2 separate regions of the Triticum aestivum genome follow, and region 1 is linked to region 2. The links are chromatin contacts, called in public Hi-C maps. All regions are on one chromosome and are shown on one strand. Each heading gives the region's core, a stretch centred on a gene start, on an enhancer-like site or on the middle of the called end of the contact. The rest is flanking DNA. Distances are from core to core; before and after follow the strand shown.

Region 1 (3,749 bases), core at 24-2,523, 210 kb before region 2:
CACGAGCCACTGACTGAGCGAACGTTTATGCGTGCTCCAAGTCCACTATTGTGTACCACGCACGCACGCCACGCGACATCACATCTCCGGCCGGCCACAAAGTCCACCCTCCTGTCGTGTCCTGTAGCACCAATTTGCGGCTGCGGCTGTGGGGGCGTGCCGAACGCATTACGCATTTTTCGCCCCGGCCACTGTTCCGCTCAGGCTCAGGCTCAGGCTCAGCACGTTGCATGACCAAATCGGGACGAGGGGCGGTTGCCTCTTCGGGGCCGCTCGTGGAGTACCTGTTCCATCCATCATGGGCAACGAATGGGCATCCACACGTATCGCCGCTACATGTTCATGTTCATGTAGGCCGGGACTACCTAGTTGCATTATGTGCGACGGATCTTGACTGAGCCCATCATCAACACCAAAATTCCACAGTTTGTTTTCAGGGACGGCGGCTGATTCTAATCCTGGCCTCTCTCTCCATCTTGCATCCACGGATCCACCACAGGTCCACTTGCAATCATCAGTGGCAGACTGAACCGGTTCTTCAAGATAAACTAGGCATCTTCCAAAAGGAAAAAGAGCAATAATCATGAGGAAACTTGATCGTGTTCCCAAGGAAAAGAAAAGAAAAGAGGACGGAGCGGATTCTCCCAGCGCCGACGCCGACGCCGACGTTGGTCAACCGGCGTGGCCGCTTCTCGGAAGAAAACACGCTTATCCGAGGCAATTGCATCACCTGTCGACCAACACCACTGTGAGTCCATCACTCGACAGCAACAACTAGTAGAACACGCGCGGATAATACAGTATAAGGCAATAAACAAGCGCATCCATCCATCCGTCACATCTCCACACATCACATCAGATCGCATCTTCCCCTGCCCCACTGGCCCGGATAAGCGTGCCCGGCTCTCACCTGGCCCCCCTATCCACCCGATTTCACACACACGCAGAAGCAGAGCACAGAGCACAGAGCAGAGGCACAACAAACACACGCACGCAACGCAATTCAAGAGGAAAACAAAGATAAAGAAGGCGCCGTTGGTTTGCTCTGGGCAAAACGGAATACACCACATGCTTGCAAACAACATGCAGCTAGCGAGGCAAACAAATATATATGTATGTGTATACTCCCTACGTCTCAAAATAAGTGACTCAACTTTATGCTTCCTCCGTCCGAAAATATTTATCATCAAAATGAATAAAAAGACATGTATCTAAAACTAAAATACGTGTAGATACATCTTTTTTATCTATTTTGATGACAAGTATTTTCAGACAGAGGGAGTACTAGCTTATTTTGGGATGGAGGAAGTATTACGAAGAGAATACTGTAGTACCGGGGCAGGATAGAAAGAAGAGAGCCATATAGGGGTCGCCGCCCTGTAGAAGGGGTATCGTATCACCATTCACCAGGCCACGAGGTCCGAGCGAGGGAAAGAAGAAGGGCAGGGCACCGGCCAGCTCAAAAAAATCCACGGCCAGCTCCAGCAACCACAACGCAACGCCGGTACGCGGTCTCGCCATTCCTCGAGCTCTCCAACCCGGCCACGGCCAGGGCTCCTCCGGTTGCAGCCTTGAAGCCCCCCGTCTCCGGTACGGTACGGTGAGTTCTTCTTGCCGCCTGAATTCCTCCTCCTGCTACACATGAAAAGTTGCCAAGTTGAGCAGTGCAAACCCTCTTTCCCTATGCCTCTCGCAGATCAAGAGTCCAATGGAACAAGGCACCCCTCCCCGGCTGCTGAACCTCATCCCGGATGAGAAGGGGTGGCAGGCGAGGGAAGCTCAAGCAGCCCACGGAGGAACAAGATCAGCACTCGACGCCGAGCACGAGGAGGGCAAGGAGCTGGAGCTCAAGCTCGGCCTCCCCGGAGTCCAGCAACAGGAAGAAGAGACTGGCCCAAGCGAGAGCTGCTCGGCGGTCTCCCTGAACCTGGCTCGCTTCGCCACGCATTCATGCCTCACCACCACCACCACCGGCGCCAAGAGAGGCTTCTTCGACGCCGTTGGGGCCAGACCACAAGGTACTCTACTGTACATACACCAGGCCAAGTGATGAAACACATGTTGCTTTTCTTTTCTACGCTTCAGTTGAGCTGAGCTGCTGTTGCGTTGTTCTTTTATTTTTCTTAATATGTTTCTTCTCTTTTGTGTCTGATGAAGGTTATGATCGGAGGCAGCAGGAGGACAGGGAAGGGTGTGCACCTGTGCACAGCAGCAGAGACCCCCAGGGGAGGTACGCCGACCGATGGACTGAACCTATAATTGCTCATTCTTGTCATCATGTATGCATGGGTGACTACATATTTGATATATGCCATTGTGAAAATTTTACTTATATGAGGTCTTCAATTTTCTGGTTCTGGGTTCCTGTTTACCGAAACAGAGGAAATTCAATAAAAATTGGGGGCACGGAGTTTGGCTCGCCCTTTTGAGTTAGTATGAGAGCATGATAGACAATGTTGCCACTTGAAGAAGTAACCTTTACTTTATCCATTTTAAACTATTGATACTTCGCTAAAAGTAGGTTGTCTTTTAATCAACTTTGCAGTTACTTTATGTCACTAGTTGTAATTTTACTATGGGGGTGGGGGGGGGGGGGGGGGGGGGGTTCAAAGCAGGGCAACAGTGTGCTACTGTTCGAATAGAAACTAAACGCTGCTGTAATGTGATGCAGAGCTGCTGTTGTTCCGGTAGTCGGTTGGCCTCCAGTCCGATCCTTCAGGAGAAACCTCACAAATGGAACTTCATCTAAGCAATCCCCTGAGCGACAAAACGTCGAAGCCACCAACAGAGCGAAGCCGGTCTTCAAGAAGAAACCGCTCATCAAGATCAACATGGATGGGATACCTATTGGAAGGAAAGTAGACCTCGCATCATGCGACAACTATCATAAGCTGTCAACTGCCGTCGAAGAGTTGTTCCGAGGCTTTCTTGAAGGTACAAATTTGAATTAATAACTAGCCCACTTCACATCAGTTTGAGTAGTCAAATAATGGTATCTTACAAAAAAGCATGAATTTTCCTCTGCACTTGGTTGTTTCTGCAGCCCAGAAGGATTTATCTTGTGATGAAAGCGGAGTGCGAGGAGCAGAAGAGAAAATATTTTCAGGGTTGCTGGATGGAACCGGTGAATACGCTCTAGTGTACGAAGATGACGAAGGAGACAGGATGCTGGTCGGGGACATACCATGGAGGTTTGTTCTTCTAATTGAGAACAATCAGTAGTCGAGCTAGGAAAGAATCAAAGGCGGGCAGCACAATATACAAACATACTCCCTCCGTCCGAAAATACTTGTCATCAAAATGGATGAAAAGAGATGTATCTAAACCTAAAATATGTCTAGATACATCCCCTTTTATCCATTTTAATGACAAGTATTTCCGGACGGAGGGAGTATTACTTAGTATTATGCAAGTTGTCAAAGTTATTCACAAATTTATCGAAGAAGATCGATCCAAGAACATACGTTGCCTAATGAAATGCTTTTAACTCTCTGCAGTGTGTTTGTTTCAACTGCAAAGAGACTAAGGGTCATGAGGAGGTCAGAGCTTCCCCAGCGTATGGTAAGTGTAGTGCCACCTCAACTTGTCTGATTTTCATTTTGGGCATTTACAAGACTAGTCACCGATTATACAGGGATCAAACCAATGAACTTTTATATCTTCTTTAAAACCATGCTACATTTCATTTCCTCAACCCCAGATTTCCCTCATTTCCTTCAATTCTCTTTTCAGATTGGAGCTAACTCAAC
Region 2 (3,330 bases), core at 180-2,679:
CCTGCTGAAGCTTGAGTTGTACGAAACGTATACATGGAACAGCCCCTTGCTTGTATCAAGAAAGTCATAACCTGCAAGATTGCACTCCAAAATGAGACATTTTTTGCACAACAAAGAACTAGTACATCTGAATTATGAAAAGAAGAGAAAGTAATATCGAAAGTCAGATCAGGCTACCGGCAAGGAATTCGTTTGATCTTCTCCTCTTATTTGCACGTTTATAACCGTTGAACAAACGGCGGTTTATCACCGACGAACTCGCGCACCACAATGGCAAACCTTGAACACACTCCATGCCTGTTCCGTTAATTTCACAAAGAAGAAGTGTTAAAAGCTGCTATTGTGCAAAGAATCTTCATCAAAGGAAAGGAACAACAACGTGGATGAATGTAAACACTGCACGATATATAATATCAATTGTACAGGGTATTTACCCAGTTGGAGTGGCATTCCACCATCAGAATTTCCTGAAACATTGTGCTTTTGCCACGAACACTTTGACTGGATCACGTATAAGGTCTCGTTGGGCACGAGGCCGGGCTCGACGAACAGCTCATGCGCGGGCAATGTTCTGGAGCCCTGGATGTATGGATTGACGGATTCAATGATCAATGCACGTCATTCCCAAAGAAGAATACCAAAACATTTTGGCTGATCGAACAACTCACAGGGACTACTTTGGAGAGGTGGTCAAGAGAGGATGAGGAGTTCATGGTTTTAGGCATGAGAAAATAGTCTGAAGGAGAGAGGTCTGGGAACAGCCCCCTTCCAAGGCCTGTCGATGGAGAAAGTTCAGTCAACAAAACCGCACGTGAGTCGTGGAGAGTATATGTATATTAAATTTATTTTATTTTACTTTGGGAGAGGCCACGGTTGAGTCCGGTGAGGAGCACCGTGACCGGGGCGCAGGACGCGTTGGTGCAGCGCGCAGGGCGGCCGTGCACGAAGGCCGGGACGACGGGCACCTGCAGGAGCGCCGGCCACCTGGGCGGCGCGGCCACCTCGCAGCTGATGGCCTGCGTGGGCGTGGAGTGCTGGACGCCGCAGTGGCCCCCCTCGCAGCCGCACCGGAACGGGGGCCGGTCCAGCTCGCGGTCGACCACGGCCTGGATGGCGACGAGCAGCGCGCAGAGCAGCACCGGGAACACGGCGATCGCGGCGTTGGTCTTCCAGTTCCTCCTCTAGAAACAATCAAAGGTCGTCATTCCGGCCTGCCTGAACAAAGAGAGAATTAAGAGGCAGAAGAAGATCGGTGACTCACCTGGAAGGCGAGGTTCTTGAGGAGGAGGGCATGGAGCTGCCTGCAGAACCTCGCGAGGGCACGGGCACGCGTGCGCGTGCGGTTGCCGTTGCGACCGCCGGTCGCAGACACCATTTCTGCCGGATCAAGGTTGACGCGCGCGGCCGGAGTAAGAAGAAAGCAAGGCAAGCTACCAGGGCATGGGGAGTGTGTGTGTGTATACAATATACATCTAGAGTATATATGAAGCGGATGGATGGAGGAGGGAGGACCTAGGTCAGCGTGGCACCTCGTGGCGCGCACGCGCGGCAGGGCGTGAGCATCACGCGTGCTGCCGCCGTCCGCGGCGGAGCGCCTCCATGGAACCTGGCACCGCACGCGCTTCCTCGCTCTCTCGCTCGATCTGCGCTCGGTTCAACGCTGCACCGCCCACCTTAACTCCGGCCGGGTGTTACGCTCGAGTGCACATACTACACCGGAGCAGTACGTAACCGGTCTCTGATCCCAGCCCCAGCCCCCGCGCGCGGCCGTTACGTAAGGAGGAGGTGACCGACGACCGAGCCTGGCTTGCTGCATGCACACGTCGATCTCTCCTTCTCCCCAGGCCCAGGTCGGGACACTAGCTCACATATACACTATATATATAGTGTACGCGTATAGTATTACCGGCAGAGTTGGATCAGTTTGGGAGTTATCTCAACTTGGTCTGAGATACCAAGAAGACAGTTAAGATCAACCCAGATCAACAGGGAAACATGCATGATGCATCATCGCTTTCACCGTCGTGCAAATACGGCAGTATCGATCACTGTACGGAGGCGTACGTACGTGGGAATGACGTACCGAGAGAGAAGAGAACCAATATTTCCATCTTGGGCTGCTGATTTTGTGCATGGCCGGCCGGCCGGCCAGCTTCCCATGACGAACGAACGTACGCGGTTCCCTTGGAGTTATCGATCCCCCTCATTTACGTTACACTACGTACTCCGTATTCAGAGCAGTATATACTGCTCCCTCACCGGATTAATTACGACGTCGATCTCTTCTTCTTGCGGACGAAAGGGATACGAGTGTCGTCCTCCGTGTTTCCGGCCGGCAGGTCCAAACAAAGGATCGATCAACATTAATAATAAAATAACATTTCCGCCGTGATCTCGTACTTCGGCGTGCAGCTTCTATGCAGTCACGGCTCCAGATCCGCAGCATCGCTGAAGGGAACAGAGACGCACGCACGCGATGTGTCTTATACTCTTATATATGCTGATGCCGAGCAAGCAAGTGACGTGCCGTTATGTGAATCCCCACGCAGAATTGCAGACCTCAACATTTGCGACGCTTGTTTCTCAAGCAAAGCAAATGGTTGTTTTCTGATCCCATGAATCACTCCCTGTAAGTTTTTACTAAAGCTGCAACAATTAATTTGAGTCAGAGGGAATAACAATTTCAGATGAATATACTGTATGATCTTTGGGAGCAACCGCTTGAAGACGATTGCATAGAATACATTCAACCGGTTTGGCTACCGGACCAGTGTAATAGATTATGTGTATGGATCATGTAATCTTGCGCGCTGATGTGCGGCGCTTATAGCCAGCACTACAACATGCGTCGCTCACACGTCCCTGTTACATGGCCTTTCCAAGCGAGCGGAGTAGCCGCTAGCTAGTGAGTGCAAGCACTAGCAAACGAGCGATCACCTGTATTTATTTTTTATTTAGTCCACCTTGTTTTTTTTTTGGTTGGCTTTATTTTATTTTATTTTTTCAATCCATGAATATGAAAAACTGTTCATGGATTTTGAATTGTTCATCAATTTAAAATACAATCAAGAATTTTAGAAATGTTCCAATATAAAATTGTTCAAGAACTTCAAACAATGTTCATGATTTTTATTAAAAAATATGAATTTGAAAAAATATTTCTGATTTAAAAAAACTGCATTTGAAAAAGTTATGCACTTCAAAAAATGACTATGAATTTGACTTTTCTCATGAACTGGAAAATTGTTCGAGAATTTGATAAACAATTGCAAAATTTTAAAATGTTCTGAATTCATAACAATTAAAAATATAAAAATGTTTAAGCATAGA

Evidence for each region. Hi-C and Micro-C count contacts between places; a contact is called where the count stands out from the background.
Region 1: a Hi-C map of leaf shows a contact between it and region 2, with 5 times the contacts expected there. The contact joins the promoter of LOC123140800 here to the promoter of LOC123096478 in region 2. A contact is called at or near these places in 3 of 5 Hi-C or Micro-C datasets (all in leaf).

The regions. Positions count from the first base shown.
Region 1 is chr1B:592,557,633-592,561,381 of IWGSC CS RefSeq v2.1, reverse strand. It overlaps LOC123140800 (auxin-responsive protein IAA18), which reads left to right and starts at 1,273. Exons shown (of 7, transcript XM_044560085.1): 1 at 1,273-1,600; 2 at 1,697-2,018; 3 at 2,158-2,230; 4 at 2,672-2,934; 5 at 3,044-3,191; 6 at 3,498-3,561; 7 at 3,733-3,749. The coding sequence starts at 1,709.
Region 2 is chr1B:592,351,611-592,354,940 of IWGSC CS RefSeq v2.1, reverse strand. LOC123096478 (ABC transporter A family member 7-like) reads right to left here and starts at 1,429. Exons shown (of 17, transcript XM_044518223.1): 1 at 1,262-1,429; 2 at 1,101-1,181; 3 at 435-579; 4 at 178-297; 5 at 1-71. The coding sequence starts at 1,375.